Linked DNA regions of Mus musculus: all the other regions are linked to region 1. A link is a contact called in public HiChIP or PLAC-seq data. All regions are on one chromosome and are shown on one strand. Each heading gives the region's core, a stretch centred on a gene start, on an enhancer-like site or on the middle of the called end of the contact. The rest is flanking DNA. Distances are from core to core; before and after follow the strand shown.

Region 1 (3,966 bases), core at 411-2,910:
GAAAACGGCATGACACTTTGTAACATTCTTGAGCCACTCCTTCTTCCTGTGTATGTTAATGTGTGTGTGTGTGTGTACATGTGTGTGTGTGAGGAGGTCAGAGGTCAACATTGTCTTTCTCAATTGCTTCTCTGCCTTATTTTCGTTTTCAATGATTTGTTGTTGTTGTTTCTATGTGTGTATGTGTTTTGCCTGGATTATCTCTGGGCACCATGTGTGTGCCTGCAGAGGTTGGGAGGAAGGCATCTGATCCCCTAGAACCAGAGTGGCAGAAAGTTGTGAGCCACCATGTGGGTTCTCGGCCTGGAACCTGGGACCTCTGGAAAAGCAACCAGTGCTCTTAACCTTTGTGCTGTCTCCCCGCCCCCACCCCCACCCCCCCAGCCCTTGAGCCACAAATGATATCTGTCTAAAAGTCTGGCATTCTTATTGATTTTCATCACATAAATAACCTCAGGCAAATTAACTTTTGTGTAATCTATTTCCCTATTGTAATTCAAAGAGTAACATTTACATAGAACCTGACTGTAAAGAATGAGGTTAAGAAGGAGTGATGAAAGAGCCCACAGGCACCGTGCTATAATATCAACAAGATAGAGATACAGTCAGGAAATCTCCCAAGCAGTTTGCTGACTCGGGAACCAACACACCTAGCTTTATAAGGAGATCTCAGGGCGCCTTCCTGGAACTTCTGACTCAGTATCGCTCCCAAAAGCATTCTAGGCTCCAGGTAAATGTGATCGTCAATCCAAACTGAATTTAACAACGGACCATATGGTGTAGCATTCTTAGGCAGCAGGAGTTAGGATTTCTGGTTTCTAATTCTAGACATGACATTATTGCATTTAGGCCAATTTGTAGCACCTTTCTCGACCTGTCTGCATGCCTGACCTATTCAATCTGTAACCCCATAAGGGTCTGAAGGAATGTTTGTTGTCAAGAGGTTTTATTTTGCTGTAATTTAGGCTAAGTTCACAAACGCACGCACAACTGGGATTAGAGTGGGCAGTGGAAGTCTATCATTTCAGAGGACCGCGGGAGGAATAAGCCAGAAATGCTTTGTGATAAACTTAACTGCAGGGCTATGTCTTCCTCCCTTGCTACCTGAAGCCAAGGGGTTTCCAATCCTCCCAGGAATATGACATAGCTTGAAGTGATCCGGATTCTGGTTATAGTTTGAGATCTGTGAAACTGTCTAGAAAACATAAATGTCAGGAAAGGGCGGATTTGAATGTTTTCCCCCTAAGAGTATGCCTCTGACTGGCAAAAATTTTCTAGTTCGGTTTGTCTTGGAACCCGTAAGGAAGAAAGGAAGTAGTGATGTATGCCAGGAGCCTCAGGCAAAACCTGGCAGGACAGGAGCAGCTACTAACCCGGGGCTTCGTGGTCCTTCTACCATACATGTAGTTTGACCTCGCCACTGGCAGAAATCAAACTTCTCCAGCACTTAACTTTCCAACTACACAACTGCAGCACAAACTCGGGTAACAAAACCATTACTGTTCCTTGTAGCGCTTCCTGGGCAAACTGCCCTTAGCCCCACCCATCACGGACAAACCCGGCTCACTGAGACGCAAGAGACGCGTCGTTCTGCGTTTTCCAATCAGAGCCACACTTCTGAACTTTGACCGCCCAACTTGGCAAGCTCCGCCCAGTGCAGACCATCCCCGCCCACAGAGAGGCGCTTTGCTCCCTGTTTGCTCTTAAGCGCGGTGCTTGCAAACTTTAACCGCTGGCGCCAGGTCTACACGCATGCGCCATCCTTTGAATGCTGAGCATTCTGATTCTAGCTGCTACAGCCGCAGGGCTAGTGATCTTGCTATTCCAGCGACTATGGACCGTGCTTGGGCCCCATCACGTCACTCCCCGAGAGTCTCTCAGACTCTTGATCGTGGCTGGATCCGGTAAGTATCCGGGCGGAGGCCGACGGTCTTGAGTTAGGCACTACAAACCCCAGAATGCATCGCGACTCTCTTCGCCCTTCTTAGCGCCTTTAGGAGCGCTGCATGCTGAGATTTGTAGTTTCTTTGCGTTCCCGGAACCGGCCACCCCAGGCAGGAAAAAATGCTGGTTAGCTGACGCCACCCAGCCGCCTGTCATTAAGACAGGTCATTTACACTTGTCTGTAATTAAGCCTCTCTGTAGTGTACTGCTTTCTAACAAATAATTAGCGACGGAGTACGCCGAAGCCTTTTGATGCTGACATATTGTTGCCCTCTTTGCTGCTGTGCGTTATTAATTCTAGGTCTTTGTACTTAGTTTAAGAAATGTGAACATTACATGGTAAACGAAGTAGAGTTGTCGCACTTATGAATGCGCAAAGTCCCTGAGGATAAAAACGTGGACACTCCATACGACGATACCTCCAGAGTGACAGGATATGAGTAATAAACTGTCCAGTCAGCTCTGAACATTTTAAAACTTAAAATTTTAGATGAACAGTTTTGACGAGTGTATAGTTAAACACGACTCAACTTTAAACAACCAAGGTGATACCCAAACCTATATCAATGCTGTCTGGAATACATATGTTATAACCTATTGCTCCAGGGACAGTAAAACAAAACCATTGCCTAACAGAAAATGATGCAGTCAAGACACACAGTAAATTCGAGGTGTTTAAGGCAGCCTCTGCAGGAGACCATACAGTTTTACAGTAGCTTTAAAAAAAATACACACTAATAAAAATACACAAACTAGTAATGTAGTTGTGTATTATTGTTATCAAATGTTATGAACTGTATATAGTAGTATATATTGTACTTTTTTTAAAGACTTGTTTATTATATGTAAGTACACTGTAGTTGTCTTCAGACACACCAGAAGAGGACGTCAGATCTCGTTACGGATGGTTGTGAGCCACCATGTGGTTGCTGGGATTTGAACTCAGGACCTTTGGAAGAGCAGTCAGTGCTCTTAACCGCTGAGCCATCTCACCAGCCCCTATATTGTACTTTTTTATATTGCAGGCAGCACAGTGAATTTGTTCATAGATTACCTTGGGCTACTGTGTTATGGTTGCTGTGTCACTAGACAATAAGGAATTTTCTGTTCCTTTTTAATGTCATGTGACCAATATCCTGTCATTGACTAAAACATCATTATGTGATGAGTGACTACACACACACTAATGATATTTATGATGTATGCAAATGTACCAAACTTAACATGCAATTATAATTCCTTACTTATTTACTTAACATATTTTGAGTCATGGGAATGGCCAGACACTACACTGAGCTCTGGAACAAAACAAAACTGAAAATAGAAAAACAAACAAAACAAGCATCACAAGGCACAGTGTGATGCCTACGTGACAAACACTAGGGAAAGGACAGAGGCGCAGCAGTGAAGGAAATAGGACACAAACAGAAGATGAGACAGAAGGAGTAGCTGCCACACAGAGAAGGACAGAAATCTCATATTAACTGCGTAAGAAATACAAGTTATTTCAAGTGAGATGCAAAGCTACTGGGGACTTTTGAACACAAGTAAAATATTATCACATGAAAATTACCTCAAGATGTATAGGGAGAGGAAGTGGGGATATGATCTATATAAAGCTGTATTTATAATTTATATGACAGTGGCGTGAAGCAAGATGAGGTGGTAAGAAGTGATTGGAAGGGTGGAGAGATGGCTCAGCAGTTAAGGTCTTTGTTCTTGTGCAGGACCAGGGTTTGGGTCCCAGCACCCATATGGTGGCTCACAGCCATCTATAACTCCAGTTCTAGGAACCCTGTGGGGATTGAGTGGGGTCCTGAGTGAATGTGTATTGTTGATATGGCCAGGCCCCGTGGGAGTGGCAAAGCCTTCTGTAGGTGAAGTGCAGAGAGATGACAAAGCCTTTCTCTGGTCCTTGTTGGAATGTTGATAGAATATGCAAAGTATAGCTTTCTTCCCCCCCAGAGATGTTACAGCCTGAAGACTGCTCCCATACAGAGACTGTTCCTACAGAGCTAAGCT
Region 2 (3,966 bases), core at 670-3,169, 490 kb after region 1:
ACCTAAGACAACTTTTTAGTATTAAAATATGTATTCAAACATCACAAATTCCCACTAAAATATTAGCTCCATGTGGGTGAGGCAAGATCTCACCCAGCACGCTCACCACCTAATTCTCGCCTGCACTTAAGCCGCCTACCTGCCACTGAATATCTTCTGAATGAATGTAACTATCTGAACTCAAAACAGCAGCAAATAAAGAAAAACAGCTTTTAGAAAACATTCGTATTCCAAATCAAAGGTCAACAAACTATGATCAACAAATTCTAGCACGCCACTTATGTTGCAAATCAATTTAGCAGAGCCAAACCACTCATGTATGTATTGTATATCCAACAGAGACTACATGGTCAGGAAACTTAAAATGCAAATATGTACATACTATCCCGTCCTTCACAGAAAAATCTTGCTAACCTTACTCTACAAAAGTCTCCACTGATCTGTAAGGACCATTAAATCAAAAACCCAACGAGAGTTCTATAGCAAACACTACAAAAATGAACAAGATATTTTAGTAAATAAATCTATTTTATAAGTGGAGAATTTAATGCTAATGTAATAGTTTTTAAACTCATTTTTAGTTTAAAACACAGTATAAAGATTTGCTATTTAAAATATATCTTTAGCATTATTCATCCACATGTAAAGGCAGAGAAACCCGCGTGGCCGCCCGTCCAGTGTTTATCTTACCAGTTTTCGGAAGACTGAGTGGATTGTCTGCTTCTCCCGTTTATTCCCATTGTAAAAGGCAATTTCTTCACTATTAGAGAAAATAATTTAGCAATTAATGTCAATGCTGTCTCACCCTGACATGTAAGTGAAACACAGTATTCAATGAGTGAACCTGTGCATATGAGTGGGCATCTTGGGCCAGTGTAATGGCTCAGGGGTAAGATGCAAGCCTGCCAACCTGAGGTCACTTGTCTAAGCCTACAGTAGACTGGGAGGAAAAACTAACTCCACGAATCTGTCCTCTGACCACCAAAACCACTCAGTAGCAGGCCCTCCTCAATAATAAAAAAACCAAGAGAATGATAAATGAACATCTTGTTACTAAGAGAGTATCTGGCACAGGCCAAGCCAGGGAGTGTGATCAAGTTCCTAGCTAAGTTTAGAGGAGGGCAAGAGTACACAACTGAGTGTATCACAAACTGGACTACAACCTACCTGTATATAACCTGGCTGTTAAAGACACAGTGAACAAATATTCACAAACTGTAAATAAGGCAGATTATATAGAAAGAAAGATTAGGCTGAGACAGACATTATAGAGCATGAGTTAAATTACAGACCTAAACCAGATAAAGAGGGAGAAAATAACAGAAAAATACAAGAAATGATGCTTTGCCCCACAGCTTGTGACAGTGCTGCCATGCCACCAGGTCTAAACGCACCAAAGCTGTTCTTATCCCAGCACCACAGTAGTCCTCACAACGATGTCCCCCGAGAGCAGGAATGGGCCCTCAGGGCCACAAAGATCATCAGTGGGAAAACAGTGCCATACAGATGAAGAAAGCTCAAATGTAATTTATGTAAATTCTTTAAATTCACATAACAAGCAAAGTTCAGAATCTAAAATTATCGCTCCTGTCTAACCTAAAGTTTATAGTCTCTCTGTCCTGTAAGTAAGATGAAAACTGCCCAAGCAACGTACTTACAGAGTTACAGATGGCCGTGAGCCATCATGTGGTTACTAAGGAATTGGATCCAGATGCTCTGAACTGCAGGGCCATCTGTCTAGCCCCCACAACGTACTTCTTAAAACACCAGAAAGTGTGTAAAGTATCTATATAGAAGCCTAGACACCACAGCTTAGACACATTAAGGATGTATGTGGGCGCTTGTGAAAGGGCTAGGCAGCACTGCAATGCAGGCCTGACAAACCCAGTTCCATCCCAGAACTCCACAAGGTGGCAGGAGAGAGCTGAGCCCTCCACATGGGCACCATTGTGCCGGGTGCACCCGAAATATAATCAAAGTGCATACATAAAACCTCAGTACACTAAGGCAGGAGAATCGCAAGTTCAAAGCCAGCCTGGGTTACATAATAAGACAAAGAAAGAAAGAGTAAGACCCAGGAAAGAGTAGGATGGTGGAAAAAGAGAAGAGGGAAGAGGGGAGGGTCTCTTAAAGAAACAGCAAGAAGCAGTTTCTTCTTTTTGTTTTTGGTGGTGAAGGTTGCTGCCATTCTGTGATCTCAAGAGTTAACCAGAGGAAAGAGATGGTTACAGGGTAGAGCCAAGAGAATACCAGCAGGAGCCACAGCTCCAATCCTGCTGTGCCATCTGCACTGTCCTAAGGGTCCTTACATGACACAGCCAATGCCTCCACTATGGGAACGTGCCGTTTTCTAGTAAAAGCATACCACAAACACCTTTTCCCTAATTACAGCCACTATGCCCCTGCCTCCCTAGAGCATGAAACTCTACATAAAAAAATCAATATAAGGAAGGAAAGGTGAACTATGAAAAGAATGACCCCCTAAGTAATTCCGTGGCTTCCTACAGAGCAGCCTACACAGTGCTACAGTAAGTACTAGGACCCTCAAAATTGACTTAAAGTTGGCAGTTAGGCACAGAAACTTTACAGAGCACCTTAGCTACTGATGAAAACCTGAGCCAGGGCATGCACAGAGTTCATCATCGTAACAATTCATTGTCCATCTACAAGAAAAGCAGCTACGGATAAGTTGCTAAAATCAGTTTATAATGCATAGGTAGACACAGAAACGAAAACGGATGGCTTCAACGGCTGCATTTCTTTCTTCCTATTTCAGATCTCAAAACTGTCCAGAACGCAGTTCTGGCCTGCATTCGAGAGGTCCTAAGGCTCAGTGCCCAGAACTCCTTCTCCCCACACAACAACTGTCTGGAAAGACAGAATTACTGAACACTGCAAAACAGTCACAACCTAAAATGTCTGTGGATAACTTAAGGCAGAAGTTTCACTGAATACATACAAAAATGTGAATACTATCAAGACTAAATTTTAAAATAAAATTCACAGAAAATCAGTCAATAAAAAGCATGAAGAGGTAAATCAAGGAAACTACACAGCCAATAAAGAGGACTTGAAGCATGCAGGATTTCTACTTTATAAAACTAACATTCTTCATAATGCTTATTTCCAAAACAAGTAAAAGTCCACACTATTTAGTACCTATATTGCTAGAATCTCAAGTCACTATAAATGACATCAATATCCACAAAAATAAAATTTCATTATTATTCTAAAATGTTTCTCCTTACCTATTAGTGATAAGCCGTGAATTCACGTATCTGTATTCTCCTTCGTACTTCTGCTCCATAATTGTCATCTTACCAATGGGTCTTCTGAGTCGAGTTAGGAATAGCCCAGAAACAAGCAAGTAGGCCATCATGCTTGCCGGGCCCTGCGATGAATGAAGGAGAATGATGCACAGTACTCAAAGGCACAGTAATAAAATCTACGTGCAGGTCTGTAAGTAACTGAACCCAGAGAGGCTGAGCTTTGCTTGTTCCTCTCTCTTTTTCTTTCTTCCTGGAAGATCACATGCTAGTCTCTACACTTCTTCTACTGTCATCCCCCAACTCCTATAGCTCTGTCCCCAACAACTGACCACCTAACTTCTAGTGGACTTTACCTTCTGTTACCTAACACTCTTCCACTGGAACCCAACTTAGTGTTCTCTCTCTAGTCCACAACAACTCTCAGAGCTATTTTACACTCTTTGAATGTTAGCAGTCCTCTAGGTTCCTTCCTTAGCTCGTCTCATCCTAAACTTACACTTCCAGTCTCATCAGTTTTGGATACAATGTATCACTGCCAAGTATGTAGCGTGCACCCTCACCCCAGCATCTACAGGTGTCTCAAGGGCAATCCGTACACAAGCTATCAGCTCGCCTTGCTGTAAACTATACTTCTGTCTTCTATACATTGTAACTCCATAAATGACCCCACAGCCACTGGCCATCTTAAGAAGCTTCG
Region 3 (3,966 bases), core at 683-3,182, 410 kb after region 1:
AAAGAAGGCGGGGGAGGGGGCAGAGCAGCACTTCGGGCTCCTTACACAGCAGATGCTGAGGAAGAGTTGGTGAGCATCCAGGCTGTCCTTGAGATGAACTTCTGTGGAAGCAGGACAGGCAGAGACGCTAACTTGTGAAAACACAGGCCAAACAATGGCCTTAGGGACCTTAAAGGGAAGCTCTGGTCCTGCAAAGTTGTCCCAATTTGGGTCAAGACAGGCTTTACACTCTGTGTGGATCAACTATTGATTGTGTTGAGGTCGCTGGAGATGACTTGGGCAGCTGGTGCAATTCTTTGTTGGGTTCAGGGTGGAAGTCGAGAAAACTCACTTCAGAGATGGAAGCTTACAAAGGAAAGCTTTGTTTTCTGAGCACTCAGAAGCAGTTTGGGGTCTGAACTGTGTCCCCAAAGGGAAATGGCACAACATTTTCATAGGATTGGAACACAAAGCAAGGGGGAATCAAAGGAGGCTGTTGCATTGACCAACCATATTTTGACATAAGGTGTTAAACAAGGAAGTTAACATGAGTGACCAGACCAGTTTTAGGGTCCTTGAGTCAGCTTTGCAGTCAGGTCCCCTCCTGGACTCTGACCTGGAATTTAGAATGATAAAGGGACAAAGGAGTGGGCAAGCTGCCTGTGGTCAATTAAGTCTAGACAGGCAGCACATATATGGCTTGCTTGCCTTAGTTAGGGATAACAGAACAAGCAGGGTAGGAGTTGGGTTCCAGGGTCTGGGAACATGGACTCAGCTTTGATCCTGTCAACAAGGTGGAACTTGTCCCTGAGATGGCTGCACTCAGGAAACTACCTCCCAACACCTTAAGAAGTTTCTCCCTAACGACTCTCTACCCCCAGAGCTTCTACCAATAAATGAAGATCTGAGTGGGCTGCTCCACACCATAAGGGGTGCTCTGAGAGGGGAACAGTGGATAACTGCAAAGAAACACTGCTGGCAGCATCTTTGAGGATGGGAAGTAGTTTCTAGGCAGCAAAGGAGGTACCTACGGGGCCTGTGGACCACTGTCTGATGGACCTGGAGGTTCGGGGGGGGGGGGTTAGAGGAGTCAAGAGCATGTAGTTTTCTCAAACTCCTAGGAAGATATGACTTCATTCTTTCTCCATCCTTTCTGTGTCGGGCCAGGCAGGCTCAGCATATCCGTAAGCACTACAAGAGCATACCATTCATATTAAGCTACTTTGTCCAGGAAAAAAATCAAGTCATGATTACCTGGTGAGCAATTCAGTTGGATTTTTAAATTAGCAAATATTTAGTTAGTCGTAGACGCTGTTGTCTATGTAGCTGGTCAGCTCACTTCCTTTATAGGGCAGAAATCTGTCAGCTTCCACAGTGGGAAGGGAGGTTGGATGATTTACACCACGCCGTGCCAGGATCCTAGACTTGACCAAGCTACTTACTTTCTGTCTGATTTTGACCCAGTCACTACCTCCCCTCTCTGAGTTTTGTGTCTGATATCTGTAATGATGCTAACCTACTGTCCAGGATTGTCACACAACTTCAATGGAATGAAACTATGCTTTATAGGATGTGCCCCCCCTCCCACCCATTTGCCCTCTTGAACAACTTACTAGAGCTACAAGAAGTGAACTCAGCCTGCTTTAAGGCCATTGTTATTTTCTTCATTTTGTCCTGAAATACACCATTACCACGATGGTATATCTGGGGACACTTTTATATATCGACATCTGTTCAGACAAAGCCGTGAGCTGGGTAATGAACAGAGTCTGGGAAATCAGTGGCCTCGCTCTTTATCATCTTGCTGGAGCTGGGCTGCTGTAAGAAATGGTTGCTTAGCAACAGTATTAATTCATCAGTGCGAACAACAAGCTCCCCTTCTCGCTAGGGAAGAATGCCATCTTGCCAATCAGAACTCCTGTTCCTAGGATAGTTTGGATGCCTTACTCAAAGAGGGGGTCTACTCGAGGTAAACTGGGGACACGCCTCTGCAGGGAACCATCTATAGCATGAAAGGAGAACAGTCAGATGTGAAGTTGAGTGGGGGATGGGAACTGCATTTCTGGGCTCCTGCTCACTCTTTTCATGAAGTAGATTATTCCGGTACAAAAACAGGAGCCACACAACTGGGCTTCTGTTTCATGCTTGGCAGGGAGAGCATGCGATCTTTTTCTTTTTAAGTAGCAGACCACAGCAACAGGAACTAGGCTCCTGAGCCTCTTGGCACTGGACATGAAGGATGAACCATAGCATCCCTGATCATGATGGTACCCACAGTGACCTGTGTGGTAGGAATTTCTGAAATGCACCCCTTGCCATGTGGTCCATTTTGCTCTCTTAAAGCATTCCACTGTCTGGATCCCAGCGGCTTTTGCAGGTTGAAAGTACATCACAACGGGGCCTCCACAGATGGTGGTTTTTCCATAAAAAGAGGGGAAGAAGTGAGCCCTTGAGGTTTTAAGAGAATACAGTTTCCACAGAGAGCAGCCTCAAATGCTTTTCCAGGTGGAATGAAACAGCCAGTCAGATCTGCCCGCTTGTCTTAAAATTGACTCACAAGGCGGGTTTTCCGTAAGAGAATTTTTCTAAAAATGAAACAAAAGAGGGAATCAACTTCCAGTGAATTCTATACAGAAAGAACCCTAAATGAGCCATAAAGCATTCGGCTATTCATGGAAGATAGAGGGAACGCCCCAGGTAGAGATGTCTGGGTCAGTGGCTCTGGCCCTGGGCTTGCTGCCCTCCAGCAAGCATGGCACAGACACTCCTGCCAGCTTCCATACAGAAACAGACTTACTTCCATCCGTGACTGATGCCCCATTAGCTGGAACTGCCACTGAACACTCAGGGTTATTTGCTGAGACATTTCTCCTTTATAACGTTTTAAATTACATTTATTGGAGGGATATACGTAGCACTGAAGAATGTGTGAAAGTCAGAGGAGATCTTGCAGGAATCAGTTCTCTCCGACTATGGGGGTCCTCAAGATAAAACTCGGGTCATCAGGTTTGGCACACTGTGACATCTCGCTGGCCGGCTTTTCTTGGTTCTAATACTAGTAGACAGCTGTGCAAAAATCAAAGTCTATAGAGTTTTATTTTGTCCTGCTAGTCAGAATTCAAAAGAGCTGCTTCTCTTTCTCTTCTCTTCTTCTTCCTCCTCTTCCTCCTCCTCCTCTTCCTCCCCCTTCTATACTTCTTGTATTTTTATGTGACATGCATGGGTGTTTTGCTTGCATGCATGTCTGTGTACTGTGCGCATAAAGTGCTTTGGGGGACAGAAGAGGCTATCAGACCCTCTGGAACTGCAGCTGCAGACAGTTGTTAACTGCCATGGTGGCTGGAAACTGAACCCATGTCCTCTGGAAGAGCAGAGAGTGCTCTTAACCACTGAGCTATCTCTTACAACATCCTCGGTCAGCAGGGCACTCCAGGTCATTTCTTGTAGGTGGAGGCATGGAGAACAGATCCTGTGAACCAGATATGGCTCAGGGCGGTCCTGTTGACAGAAGCATTTGAAGATGTGATATTTAATGTATGTGAAGCTTTGGCTCTGGCTAAGCAAAATAGTCGTGGCAGTCTGATTAAATGGGTGAGCATGCTAGATGTTACTTTAGTTAGCATGAAATCATTTCATGTTCCAAAACAAACAAACAAACAAACAAACATAGACCGCCTGTGAAGTGCTTTCAGTATTCAGTGAGCTTCAGGATTTTGTGAAGGACAAAACTCGAAGTGCTGATTTGGGGGAAAAAATGGGCTCCCCAAACTGTCTCAGCTTTGACCCAGCAGTTCTAGATGTATAGGAAGGAACCTTAATGTTTACTTTGAATATAAGGAAACTCAGAGAAGAAGATTACTCAAAGTTAATGAAGAGAGGTGTTCCCTCAGAGCCAAGAGTCCAAGTGTCTCCCAGTTTCTCACTGTCTCCCACCACACTGCTGGCATGGAGAACTGTGGGCCAGCTCAGCAGTGGCTTGAGGCTCTC

The links. HiChIP or PLAC-seq counts read pairs in DNA pulled down with a chosen protein or histone mark.
Region 2: an H3K27ac HiChIP or PLAC-seq map of epiblast stem cells shows a contact between it and region 1, with 7 times the contacts expected there. The contact joins the enhancer-like site here to the promoter of Alg14 in region 1. A contact is called at or near these places in 11 of 39 promoter capture datasets (the C10 cell line, the SN4741 cell line, cranial neural crest and 7 more), 5 of 15 datasets of contacts at CTCF or cohesin (the NIH/3T3 cell line, embryonic stem cells, large pre-B cells and 1 more), 66 of 484 Hi-C or Micro-C datasets (B cells, the C10 cell line, the C2C12 cell line and 41 more), 16 of 115 datasets of contacts at active chromatin or transcription factors (astrocytes, bone marrow-derived dendritic cells, cardiomyocytes and 11 more) and 3 of 9 other capture datasets (embryonic stem cells, liver and macrophages).
Region 3: a contact with region 1 is called in an H3K4me3 HiChIP or PLAC-seq map of craniofacial prominence, with 4 times the contacts expected there. The contact joins the enhancer-like site here to the promoter of Alg14 in region 1. A contact is called at or near these places in 2 of 39 promoter capture datasets (cranial neural crest and frontonasal cranial neural crest), 1 of 15 datasets of contacts at CTCF or cohesin (large pre-B cells), 6 of 484 Hi-C or Micro-C datasets (the CH12 cell line, the HPC-7 cell line, embryonic fibroblasts and 3 more) and 4 of 115 datasets of contacts at active chromatin or transcription factors (craniofacial prominence, embryonic stem cells, pancreatic cancer cells and 1 more).

The regions. Positions count from the first base shown.
Region 1 is chr3:121,290,080-121,294,045 of GRCm38.p6, forward strand. It overlaps Alg14 (asparagine-linked glycosylation 14), which reads left to right and starts at 1,661. Exons shown (of 4, transcript NM_024178.3): 1 at 1,661-1,904. The coding sequence starts at 1,769.
Region 2 is chr3:121,776,307-121,780,272 of GRCm38.p6, forward strand. Abcd3 (ATP-binding cassette, sub-family D (ALD), member 3) reads right to left here. Exons shown (of 23, transcript NM_008991.3): 9 at 3,249-3,391; 10 at 691-760. Among named protein-coding and RNA genes, the nearest start is that of Abcd3, 37 kb to the right of the region's middle. Within about 2 kb of position 1,920, at least 14 of the 459 cell types and tissues checked have an H3K27ac peak or open chromatin away from gene starts, as enhancers often do. A contact at or near this core is called in epiblast stem cells, neural tube, palatal mesenchyme and 1 more, where this site is marked.
Region 3 is chr3:121,698,644-121,702,609 of GRCm38.p6, forward strand. No RefSeq gene overlaps it. Among named protein-coding and RNA genes, the nearest start is that of F3, 23 kb to the right of the region's middle. Within about 2 kb of position 1,933, at least 90 of the 459 cell types and tissues checked have an H3K27ac peak or open chromatin away from gene starts, as enhancers often do. A contact at or near this core is called in craniofacial prominence and pancreatic cancer cells, where this site is marked.